3 separate regions of the Zea mays genome follow, and all the other regions are linked to region 1. Evidence: chromatin contacts called from public Hi-C data. All regions are on one chromosome and are shown on one strand. The core of a region is the stretch at or near the end of the contact, and the rest is flanking DNA. Distances in the headings are between cores, read along the strand shown.

The links. Hi-C and Micro-C count contacts between places; a contact is called where the count stands out from the background.
Region 2: a contact with region 1 is called in a Hi-C map of leaf, with 4 times the contacts expected there. The contact joins the promoter of LOC103629819 here to the promoter of LOC103629817 in region 1. A contact is called at or near these places in 6 of 25 Hi-C or Micro-C datasets (bundle sheath, leaf, leaf mesophyll and 1 more).
Region 3: a Hi-C map of bundle sheath shows a contact between it and region 1, with 5 times the contacts expected there. The contact joins the promoter of LOC103629816 here to the promoter of LOC103629817 in region 1. A contact is called at or near these places in 10 of 25 Hi-C or Micro-C datasets (bundle sheath, ear, endosperm and 5 more).

What each region holds. Positions count from the first base shown.
Region 1 is chr6:114,998,833-115,003,058 of Zm-B73-REFERENCE-NAM-5.0, forward strand. LOC103629817 (receptor-like protein kinase 5) reads right to left here and starts at 2,090. Exons shown (of 2, transcript XM_008650918.4): 1 at 1-2,090. The coding sequence starts at 1,791.
Region 2 is chr6:115,171,384-115,175,609 of Zm-B73-REFERENCE-NAM-5.0, forward strand. LOC103629819 (K(+) efflux antiporter 4) reads left to right here and starts at 1,927. Exons shown (of 20, transcript XM_008650921.4): 1 at 1,927-2,503; 2 at 2,702-2,745; 3 at 4,082-4,140. The coding sequence starts at 2,170.
Region 3 is chr6:114,831,295-114,835,520 of Zm-B73-REFERENCE-NAM-5.0, forward strand. It overlaps LOC103629816 (protein SHORT ROOT IN SALT MEDIUM 1), which reads right to left and starts at 2,506. Exons shown (of 22, transcript XM_008650917.3): 1 at 2,235-2,506; 2 at 1,959-2,109; 3 at 1,735-1,866. The coding sequence starts at 2,033.

The DNA of each region.
Region 1 (4,226 bases), core at 840-3,339:
CACCTCGCCGGTGAGCTGGTTTGATGACAAGTTAAGCAAGTTGAACGCGTTGGTTAGGTCTGATGGGATGGTGCCGGAGAGCTCATTGTCGGACAGGTCAAGCATCGTCAGTGCTGGAAGAAGCCCGATGCTCCCCTGCGGTATCGCGCCGGTCAGCCGGTTGCCTCTCATGTCGAGCGAATTCAGTTTCTGCAGCAGCTTGATCGATGTTGGGATGGAGCCAGGGATCCGGTTGCCGGGCACTGACAGATCAGTAAGGTTGGCGAGCTTGCTCATGTCAGACGGCAACTCGCCGCCCAGCCGGTTGTTCTCCGCATGGAGCACCTTGAGCCCTGCTGCCGAGGCCGGGAAGGAGCCGGAGAACATGTTGTTGCCTATCTCAATCCGTGACAGTTTGGGGGATATCTGGGCCGGCAGCGTGCCAGTGAAGCTGTTGTTCTGGATCATCACCAAGGTCAGATTTGGGAACGACCATACCTTCTCCGGGAAGTCGCCGGAGAAGTTGTTGTTGTAGAGCATCAAGTTGTTTAAAGTGACGCAGTCCCCGAGCGCCGCGGGGAGCTCGCCCGAGAAGCTGTTGTTGAAGGCGACGATGTCGAAGAGCTTGCCGTTAGCGCAGAGCGACCCTCGCAGCGGGCCGGAGAGGTTGTTAAGGCACACCTCGAGGTTGCCCAGCGGCGAGTGCTTGCCCAGCTCCGGCGGGAGCTCTCCGGACAGCTCGTTCTGGAACAACCGGATGTCTCTCAGCTGTGGTAGAAGCCCGATGCTCACCGGGATGGTGCCCGTGAGCTGGTTATTGTATAGAAACAGCGTTGTGAGGTTCTTGAGATTGCCGAAGTCTTGCGGTATCTCTCCGGTTAGCTGATTCGACGACAAATCGATATGAACCAAGTTCAAGGCCGTCACGCTGCGCGTCAGCTCGCCAGAGAGGACATTGTGGAACAGGTAGATGTACTGGAGCTTCTGATGCTGCCACACCCATGCCGGGATCGAGCCGGTGAGGTTGTTGGAAGCCATGCTAAATAGAGTGAGCTGTTCGAGGCTAGAGAAGGCCTCTGGGATCTCTCCGGTGAGGTTCATGCCATCCATCCAGAGAAATGTCAGGTTGGTGAGCTTGGAGAACTCGGTGGGCACCGGCGCCGGCGCGAACGCGTTGTTGGCCAGCGTGAGCGTCTGGAGGCCGGTGCGGTTGCTTATCTCGGCCGCAGGGTACGCGCCAGTGAAGTTGTTGGTGTCGAGCCGCAGGGAACTGAGCGCCGGGAGCCCCGCCACCGCGGGCGGCACCTCTCCGGAGAAGCCGTTGGTGGAGAGGTTGAGGTGCTCCATCGACCGCGAGAGGAGGCGGTCGATGTCGCGCGGGAGTGGCCCCGAGAACTGGTTGGTGGAGAGGTCGAGGAAGGTGAGCCTCGCGCACGCGTACAGCGCGGCGCCGGGGAAGGCGCCCGTGAGGTTGTTGTAGGAGAGGTCGAGGTGGGTGAGGCTCGCGAGCGCGCACACCGGTGCCGGGACGGAGCCCGTGAGTTTCTGCCTGGACAGGATAAGCTCGGTGACGACCCCAACGCCGCCGGTGGCGCACGTGACGCCGGTCCAGTTGCAGTGGTCGGGGGCGGCGGCGGGGTCCCAGGACTTGAGCTGCGGGGGGCTGCCCCAGGCCTTCTTGACGGCGAGCAGCGTGTCGCGGTCACTGGGGCCGCCGCCGGCGGCGGGCTGGGAGCGGCCCTCGCCGGCGAGGAGGAAGAGGAGCAAGACGAGCAGCAGGGGGAAGCGATGGCAGGACGTGGTGGGCCGCATTTTTTGTTTTTGTCCTTGGAAGCTTCCTCGGCTGTGATGTGAGGAGGAGATGAGACGGGACGGGATCACGGGACTCGGGCGGAGTGATGCCGCGGGAGTGACGGCTGGTGTCCGAGTTTGTGCACGGCTCTTTATACGTGTGTGTGAAATGGGTGTGCGAGTTGTGGTCAGCGTCAACGGTCTCCGCCTGCTGTTCGGTGGTCCAGTGGCGCACTCAAAAGTGATGGATGCTAATCAACTTTGTTCTGTCTGTCTCTTCTGTAAGAATCGAGTTCCCAATTCCCATAGTCAATTAGTCATAGCTCCTACCTCGGTTAGTGTTTCGTAAAAGGATTAACCCTGTAATCGCTGAGTACAAATAAACTAATCTCACCGACTCCCTCCACGGTCCATATCCTAATGCTAGCGTTGTTTACACTTTACTACAATACTATCATGTCATATAATAAAATAAATATAGATAAAACAACCTTTCTTAACGAAAGGCTTTCATTATATAGATTTGTAAATAATGAATTTCATATCCCATAAATAGATAACAATTACTATGTTATAAGAGGTCTGTACCATAAAACTTATCTTGTTTTTAAAAATATTACCCCCTCCCCTCCCCCCCCCCACCATCAAAATGCTTATTAACTACCCTCTCCCTTCTATTATGTAAGACATAATCACATAACTAGTATCATGTCCGTGCGTTGCCACGGTACATCAATCATATTTGATAAGGTCACTATATGCGGTCAGATCGCGCAGCCCCGCGTGCGCTCACGTGCACGCCCTCGTGAACGGGGATATTCTCTCACCCTTTCAGTTTCTTTTTTTTCGTTGTTGTATATAATATCAAATGCTCTCGGTGGTCCCGCGGCGGCTCCTGGCTGTGGGAGCTCCACATCGTCATGTGGAACGGGCCGAGCGCCCGTGCTGCAGAAAGTTTTGCCTGGGCCTTGGGATAGAGAAATACTTTTGTTCTGAATTTTCTTTTTTTTTTGCGAGACAGGTTCTGCTCAAATTACTTCCACGGTTCCACCATCGTCAGGTAGGCCGACCATTTATGCACAATGATAAGCACTTCAATTACCGAGCCCTCGTCTTGTTATTTTAGAGAAAATTATTTTTGGATACCCGTCATAAATATCCCTGCCCGCTGCACTGCACTGTTCTGCCCCGCATGGCCGCGGGCGTGTTAGCGAGCGCCCCAGCGACGAGGGCGCTTCGTTTCTTCTGGTCCCAGTCAACACAGCTCAGCTCAGCTCGGCTAGCGAGCACCTCTTGTCTACACAGTCCCCGACGCCCACCCGCCCGCATCGCTGCGACTGCGAGCGACGCACCGACCCCCTTCGCTGGTCCCTGCCTGGCCGCCTTCTTCCCCCTCCCGTCCGATCGGTTTCACCATTCACCGTCTGCGCGCTCCAGCCGCCGCAGTTTGTTGCGAGCACACATCGCGAGCGGGATCAGCGGGCGCGGAGCGGCGACGGCGGGGGGTGCGTGTAGGAGTGGATGATGGCGTGGAGGTGCGCGATGGAGGCCGTGATGTGCTCCTCCTAGGGTCGACTGCGCCGGGTCCGTGACGCGCCCCCATACCTGGAGGGCAGTGACGTTGGAGGGGAATCGCAGAGTCGATGAGGGTGTGGAGGTGCACGATACCGACAACGAGGAGCGATTGGGCGATGTTCACAGTGGGGAAATCGCGTGATTGAGGGCAGGGACGTGGAACCTGAGTCGCCTTCCCCTCTCCATCCGCGGCTGGGTCGCTGGAGCGCGGGCGGGGACACCATGCGGGTGCATGGCGGCTCGGACGGCCTCCGAAACGGCCGGCCACACCGTGGCTATGCGGATGCGTGGAGGGGAAGGAGAGGCAAGGGCATGGTGGGTCGGGCGGCCTCCGAGACTGCCGACCAGACCGAGGCTGTGCGGAGGGGAAGGTGAGTCGGACGGCCTCTCCCTCCGAGTCGGGGTCACAATGCTGCACGCACGGGTGAACTGGCGGGGCCATATGACAGTGACAACTTGGAGTCGGAGGGAGAGGTGAGGCAGGGGCATGGCCGCGCCAGGCGCCCACACTGCACTCTTAATTAGTAGTAGGGATAAGTAGTATAGAAGTGAGTGTAATCTCTCTCTATATATGTATATCTTCAAAGCTTTCTAAAATTACTCGTTTTGAATCAAATCAGCAGCATGAGCAACTGCCTGGATGATGCCTCCGTTTATATAGCGCATGTGCATCACATTTATTTTTATGATACAACTAGATATGTATCCAAATTCTGTACATCAAACCGATGCACATCTGAACATTGTCGTTTGGGTTCACCCCACTGATCATCAAACTGATAAAAGAGTTGCATCTAGAAACCTTAAAACCCATAAATTTTATCATCGTGTGATTGGTATAAGTGAATCAAACAAATCTGTCTAGTTTCACTCTGTTATCT
Region 2 (4,226 bases), core at 677-3,176, 170 kb after region 1:
ATGGATGCAATGCAAGTGTATTTCCAGAACACATGGCTTGCTTGTACTGGGAGGAATTGGGCGCGCTGCAGGGCAGGCTGCAGCCAGCCGAGATTATTGCGAGTTACGCACAGTACTCTACTGTTTTTACCAGTGCACCGTACGCGAGGGTGTAGACGACCAAAGGTACGGTGTCTCCCGTACGTGCAGCAGGATCCCCACGTTTCCGACGAAGACTTTTTCTCTCTGATATATTTGTTGTACGTCGTGCAGCCTGCAGGGCGTTTGAAGACTTGTTGGCTGGCTCGCATCGCACTCGCACCCAATCAAAAAGCTAGAGGACGCTTCTGACGCAGCGAAGGCACATGCATCCAGCCTCTTCGTCGTGAAAAACGTAAAAGATCAGATAGAAAAGAAATCAGGCTAGCAGCTCTGAAAGCGACCGTTTCTTTTCCCTTCCATTTTCTTGGTGACGAAACACGACCGGTTCTCTAGCCTCGTGCAGTCGTGGTGCATCGCGGCCGGTTTATTTGGAGTTGGGCGTTTGACCACCGAGAAGTGGACTGTGGCCAAACCAGCTGATCAGAGGCCACCACTGACATCGAGCATCACGCATAATAATAATGCATTAATTAATGCCCACCTGTGGGAGGCTGGGGGCTGGCCGGCTGGGGGATGGTGCTCGGCTGAAGTGAGGCCGGCTCCAATCCATCGCAGCAGCTAGCCGTCCAAAGTGACTGGCGTCTTCGCTTTGCACCTGCACCCCGCCGCAGCGGGGCGGCGAGTGCTCCTGTATGAATCTAACGGTGCTTTGGCCCGCATCCCCTCCACCTCCACCTCCACCTCCACCTCCACATCCGTGGTGGATCCTAGTTAGTTCGGTCCTCTCCCTCCATGCCTCCCGACGAAAAAGCAGCGTGTGGTGGCAGTGACGACCACAGCGAAAAAAGCGGCAATTGAAGGCGATGGTGTAGCCTGGAGCTGGAGTGGGCGCTCATGCATGCAACCGCCGCCAAGTGCTGCTGCCGCAACCGCAATAGGGCAACGATGTGGTGTCGAGGCGGATACAGGATATAAAATTCAGTTACAGCGATTAGGCTTGTTTTATCTTATCTTTTAGAGTGCACCGTAAAGAACAAATAATATTAATTTAGAAAACGAAACTTAGAGAACGTTGCTGTAGACAGCCTTAATGTGAATCAGTATTTTGTGCAAACAAGTTTATAGGCTTAGGGAATTGGTTCGCCCTTTTCTTTACTTACTATAAGATGATGTTTGAATGCACTAGAGATAATGGTTAGTGGATAAAATTAGCTAGAGACATCCAAACACTCTAGCTAACAGTTCAAATATTAGCTATTTTTAGTAAATTTGCTACTAGTTAGCTAACTATTTATTAGCTAGCTAATTCTACTAGTATATTTTAGCTAAATAACTATTAGTTCTAATACATTCAAACACCCTCTAAATCACCAGTTTCAACGGTTATTCTACGTCATCACTTTTACATAAGGCCCTCACATTTCTTTGAAATCAACCCAAAATCCCACCGTCACTCATGTGTCACGCGCGGAGCGTATATCTATTTTTACTCTACGTCTCGTTTTACAACCGTATAAGATAAGTCTTATCTCATCACCATGAGTGTGCGCGAAAGCCCGTATATATGATTTTATTCCCACATCTCGTCTAATAAGATAAGTATTGTCTTTTGCATACGGAACCAATAATGTAACCACCATGAGCATTTATATTAACTCTCAACTTCTATCTATATATTATTCGTTTTTTATTTTTATGTAACCGTTATGTACTGATATTTTATTAAATATTTATGTGTCCTTGTAAACACGGGTATTGTATTTAGTGTACCTAATAAATTCGCTCGCCGTGGCCACAAAATCACGACAACAATAAAATACGTACACTTGGAGGCGAAGTCACCAACAAAACAAGCGTCTCCCTCCACCGGTCCACCCCCCCTCTGGCTCTCTGCTTCTGCACCTGCGTGTGCTAGCGCGAGCGCGTGCGTCCCTTCCCCGGCACGAGCGGCGCACACCGTCACATCCGCGCTCCGTTCGCCTTCCAGAAAATTTAAACCCCAGCGGAGCCGGCCACGGCCAGTCAGCCGCCACACGGTCTCCGACGCGCTGCCCGCTCGCCTGCCAAACCCCCACCCCCTCGGCGGCGATGCTGACACGTCGCCGTAGCAACCACCCGGGCTGCTCCTTCCCCCTCCCGTTCCTCGTCTGCGGCCTGCTCCTCGCTGCGGCCGTCGCATTTTCCCCAGCTGCGGCCGCCGAAGCAGCTGACGGCGGCGCTGGGCACGAGGGCCGCGCGGGGAAACCGGAGGTAGAGGCCGAGGCGGAGGCGCGCGGGGATGGGGTTGCCGTGGCGGAAGCCGGCGGCGAGGTGGTGGCTCAGGGCAATGCCACGGAGGCCAAGGAGGGCAGCCTTGCCGACATGATCGACCGCGCGCTGGAGAAGGAGTTCCCGGAGTCCGAGGGCGAGCAGGGCGGTGGAGGTGCGTGGATCTGGCCAACTCCAGGGATGCATCGTCCCGTTCGGGCGCGGGATCTGGTTCTGGGGCCGGTGGCGTGTGTCGGTGGCCGTGCTGTTTAGATCTCGGCCTCGGTGGTTGGAGCGTGTGGGGACGTTGAGAATGGAGGTCCTATGTCTGAACTTGGAGTTGCTTGTGCTAATCTGAGCTCTGGTTTTGCAGAGACCGACCCTGGCAGCTTCAACAACACGGTAGCTGAGAAGCAGGTGAGTTCATTGCGCCATTTTGTTTGTGTGCTGCCCCTTTGTTGGCAGGGTTCATGATTCTGTGATTCAACATTGGGTCTGCCACAACTAGGTTTTGGGTGATTTGCTTACCAATTCCATGTTGGAATTTGTGAATGAAGGGAAATTCGCTTTTGAACTGGCCTGTGCCTGATTCCTACACTTGCGAATCTGCTAGTATGTAGTTATGTTGCCTTGACCCAGATTGTATTTAGGTCCTGTTTGTTTACCCTCTAGATTATATAATCCAGCTTAAATAAGTTGAGAGTTAAACAAACAACACAGGTGGATTATGTAATCTAGATACCTAGATTATAATAATCCATAAGCAGGTCAATAGATGCTTATATAGTCCATAAGCTGAATTATATAATCCTAGCATTCAACGACCCATCCATATGTCATCATAGTATAGCTATTGGGCCAATGGGCCCTTTGACTTTATATGGTCATTTTGCTTTATGTTATTTGTTCGGCATTTTCCTAGTGCTGATGAGGGAAACCAATGTCTTGGCTGTTGTTTATTTTGTGCTATGCCTGGCAATAATAAGTATGACTATATGTTTGTCGTGCACAATTGCACATGAGAGGTGATTAGCATGGGCATGACTATTTTTATTGTACCCATTAGCTACTACTGAAGACAATTATAAATTGTTTGTCGTGTTCCTAAGATGCTACAGAAAATTCTAATTTGGACATCCTAGTTCTGTTTCCCTACTGGAGTTCATGTTTGATCTACATGGTTGCTACATCGAGTAGTTCATTTCAAAGGTTCAGCTTCCCATTAGTATGTTTGTTACTTCGTCATTTCTTCATAATACTCCTTCTGGTTATAAAAACATATTGTCTGGGACAAGAGTTAGTCAAACCTTAAAACTACAAACATCACTAACTTTTAAATTATTTAGATCGAGAACATGAAAGTGCACAGAATTGATTGAAAATACTTGCAAAATCTCAGAAATTTGAAGGATTATAAGAATGTCATTCTAAAAGAAATTAATGATAAAAGATATGTGTCGAGGGCTTTGCAAACTCAGATGTGACAATTATTTTTGTACCATAGTGATTATATATTTTAAATGGAAGCTTATAATAACCTGCATGATACACCTTGGGTTCAAGAAACAAGATATCACAACTTCTATTTTCTCAGATAATATAGTGGTCTGTGGTCCTTTATTTGGATATTGGAAAACTTGAAGCACATATATGTAATGCATCGTTGTGTTTACTTGTACTTTGAAAATTTGGTGCTTGCACATCACAGATATGCAATGCAAACTGCTCATCTTGTTCCTTCTACTCGTACCAGGGAGTTCTTGAAACTGTAGCTAGAAGAGTAACAAAGAAGAATGAAACCAAAGATAACAAGTATGCTGCAAATCCAGTCTTCATAGTTTCTGTTAGATGAAATTAACCTTAGATTCAGAACGTGTAAGAGTTTAAAGTTGTCATTC
Region 3 (4,226 bases), core at 1,256-3,755, 170 kb before region 1:
AACTGCAACAGTACAAGTTGAAGATCACAAGAAGTGAACTCTAACCAATAAGAGAAAATGACTGAAACAGCTGAAACATGTGATTGGCAGGGATTGACATGAAGGAAGGGTCACTTGAGTGACTAAAACAAGGGTTAAACAAAGCTCAAATAACAGAAATGCATATGAATGGTTATGGTAGGCACAAATTCCTTCATAGACTCATAGCAGCCACTATTCAGGGTACAAACTTAGTATCATGGTTTTAAATAGCCAGATATAGATGTGTGGCATATGATGTTGTGGGTGTACTTAATTTTGGCACCTTGCCATGCATTACAAATGCAACTAAAAACCTACAGACACAAATCAAGTTCTTATCATTGCAATATACAGCCAACAATCCACGAAGAGAAGTAGAAATGCTATTTGATGTTTGCTGAGTGTAAAAGCTATGAAAGAAGTATCATCCTGGCCCTTAATATAGAAGAAATTACAGTTGGAGAACAATCAAACAGATTAATATCCCAAATGGTACAGAGCAGCTGCCACAAAAATAAATAGGATAGCTACGGGGGTGCGGAGATAAGACATGGATTTCTATTTATAGCTGGTAAATAATGACAACTTTGATGTTATTCTGTCTACGAAACCAGTGTTAAAAAAATCCGTCTACTAAGGGAACACTTAGGCTCTAGGTGGTGATCAGAAGCTGCAGTTAGGGCACAATCAGCAAGGCTAGGTGGCCAATTAGGCAAGCAAAGGTGATTAACAGTCCACAACACATAACTCCACATCCCCGAAAAACAAAAAAAAAATCAGCTCACATATGACACAGCTTCTGAAATACTGATCCCAACCTGCATAGTACAGAACATCAAGTCCCAGCAGATTCTGCTGCTGAATTGTCGGGGAACAAATCAAGTAAAAAACAACCAAAAAGGTAATAACATAGGATAAGTTAAGATTTTTTTCCAGTTCAATAAAACTGTATCTTAAGACTCCAAAACTGGACATAAAATGCCAGCTGGAGGTAACAAAGCTTAGCATGTTTTGTACAGGGGAACCTAATAAATGGATTTTTTGTTAACCAACTTCTCTTTCTGGAAGCATTTCCTGTTCCAAGATGTGTAGGACCTGATACAGATTTTGCTTAAGTTATTGCACAAACTGTTATAACAATATCGGTTACTGGAATTGATGGTATTTGTTTTGCATAATCCAAACAGAAGATGACCTTTTGCACCTAACTTCCAAAAATAAATATTTCATTGTCCTTTAATCTTGTGTTTCAAATTGCAGAGCATTACACAATAAGACAGAATATGTATTAGGAATGTAAAACAAGATTTTAGAATTCAGATTAGCAAGAAGGATAGCCAAGCACACATAGAAATTCTGCCAGCAATACTTCACAAAGATTTAATTGACGTAGCCTGGAATCAACAATCCCAAATGTCCATGTTGATCCATCAAATTTTCTAATGCCAAAAACAATGCAACTTTGTAACATTTTGACCCTATAACTACAAACTAAAGTACCATACCAGCAGCTTAAAAACTTCAATATTTTCCTTGAATCAAGGTTCCTCACTGATACAAGCAACACAAAAACAAAAAACAAGCTACACGACAAGTGCGCCAAACATATCAATGAGTGAGAATCAACACAATGGATAATAAATTTGTGTGATGAATTACATATTTCATCTAGAAAACAGCAAAGAAAAGAACAAAGCAGTTATAGTTGACCACCTGTTGGGTGCCATACACTGATGCATAAGGCCCTCCATACTGTGCAGCAGCCCCTTGTCCTCCACGCCCACCAAACCGACCACCATCAGTGCCACCTGCTGCTGTCGGGGCTGCAAATCCAGTGCTACTAGGCTGAAATAGAGAACATGACGGGAACACAAATTATCATTCATAACAAATCTGCGTCCAACAAAAAAACAGCAAGATCCTTCATAGAGCCTTACGATTTGGCTGTACGGCTGCTGCCCGCCGTAAGGCGGCGGCTGCCCGTAGTGGTTGGGCCCTTTGGGGGGAAACATGGCGGACGCACCAGCTTAGGGGCTCTTGCACGGGCACCAGACACGGACAAAACAATCCACGCGCACGAACAAACACCTGCGAGGAAAGAAGGAAACCCTAGATGTTTTAGCACCAAGAACGAACGAGGCTAGGAGTCCAACCAATACAGCCACCGTGTCCGCAGATTCGTTCCGCTGCCCGATGCATGAGCTAGGGTTTACCCACGAGATGGAAGAGAAGGCCAGATGGTGTCGGATGGAAGTGAATCCCCCCGTACGCAGAGCCGTGCCGGCGGCTGGAGCCTGAAGGCAACGGTTGGCAGCGGGAGAGCGGCGAGTGATGGCGGCGGGAGAGCGGCGGGAGCCGGAAGGGTTTCCGCGAGGGGTTCGGAGAACGCCAGCTAGTGGTGTAACCTGTTGCGTTTGCGCCTGTAATATCAGATGCTCGGTTATTATATTTTGCTCGGTTTTCCGTGCCCCTTGCCCTAATGGTCATGGGCCCCTATATTTCTCTCTTTCTACTTTATATTATATTAAAGTATCAATTTTAACGATCATTTTGTATCATCTTTTTATAAATAACTACTCACATCTATTTTATAAATAACTACTCACAACTATTTTAAATTAATCCGCTGCACATGTTTGTCTGATTGTCCCTTCCGCGTAACCATGTAGGGGCCCGCTAGGTTCAACGCTCGCGGGTCACAGCTTCGGCCTAGGCACGACACGTCGGCCTGCTGACCGTGTCAGACCAGCCCGTTAACCCGTCGGGCCATTTGGTTAAATCAACATAAAATATTAAAAAACGGTGCAGGAGATGAGGTTTGAACCATTCCCTCATGGAAGAAGAGCAGGAGACACTCGTTTAAGTCGTCTAGCCATTAAGCATCATACTTAGGTATTTTTAATATTGAATGTAAATTATACAAATATATATATATATATGATTTTTTGTAAAATAGAAAAATATAGCTCAAACGGCCTCTCGGTCGTCATGATGTTCTTGTGTGGATGATGAGCTCCAACCTGCTTCCCTGCTTGACATACGCTACAAATTTCTCAAAATGAACATTGGTTGGTCCTAAAATGTGTTCCCCTTTAGAAGCTTGTGAAGATTCTTTATCCCAACACGAGCAAATCGGCGATGTCAGAGCCAGCTTATGTTAGTCTTAGCAATTAAGCAAGTGTCTAGTTCGGCATTGGTATCTGTCGGAGAGGAAATCTCCGGCCGGGTGGCGGAGTGCACCCGCCCTAAATCCTAAGATGAGGAGGGGCCTAAGCGTTTTGCTTGTTGCGAGATGAAGGAATGAACACAAGAACACGCATGAGTTTAGAGTGGTTCGGGCCGCCGGATCGTAATACCCTTGTTGGGGACCATAATTAGGGGTACCCCCAAGACTCCTAATCTCAGCTGGTAACCCCCATCAGCACAAAGCTGAAAAGGCCTGATGGGTGCGATTAAGTCAAGGCTCGGTCCACTCAAGGGACACGATCTCGCCTCGCCCGAGCCCAGCCTCGGGCAAGGGCAGCCGACCCCGGAGGATTCACGTCTCACCCGAGGACCCCCTCAAGCAACGGACACACCTTCGGCTCGCCCGAGGCCCAGTCTTCGCCAAGAAGCAACCTTGGCCAGATCGCCGCGCCAACCGACCGTATCGCAGGAGCATTTAATGCAAGGGTGGCCTGACACCTTATCCTGACGTGCGCCCTTCAGTCGACAGAGCCGAAGTGACCGCAGTCACTTCGCCGCTCCACTGACCGGCCTGACAAGAAGACAGCGCCGCCTGCGTCACTCCGACTGCTGCGCCACTCGACAGAGTGAGGCTGACAGCAGCCAAGTCCGGCCTCGGGTGCCATAGGAAACTCCGCCTCGCCCGACCCCAGGGCTCGGACTCGGGCTCGGCCCCGGAAGACGACGAACTCCGCCTCGCCCGACCCCAGGGCTCGGACTCGGGCTCGGCCCCGGAAGACAACGAACTCCGCCTCATCCGACCTCAGGGCTCGGACTCGGGCTCGACCCCGGAAGACGACGAACTCCGCCTCGCCTGACCCCAGGGCTTAGACCCAGCCTTGGCCTCGGACGACAGTCTCCGTCTCGCCCGACCCGGGGCTCGGACTCGACCTCGACCTCGGAATACAGACTCGACCTCGACCTCGGAGGAGCCTCCACCTCGCCCGACCTAGGGCTCGGACCGACCACGTCACAAGAGG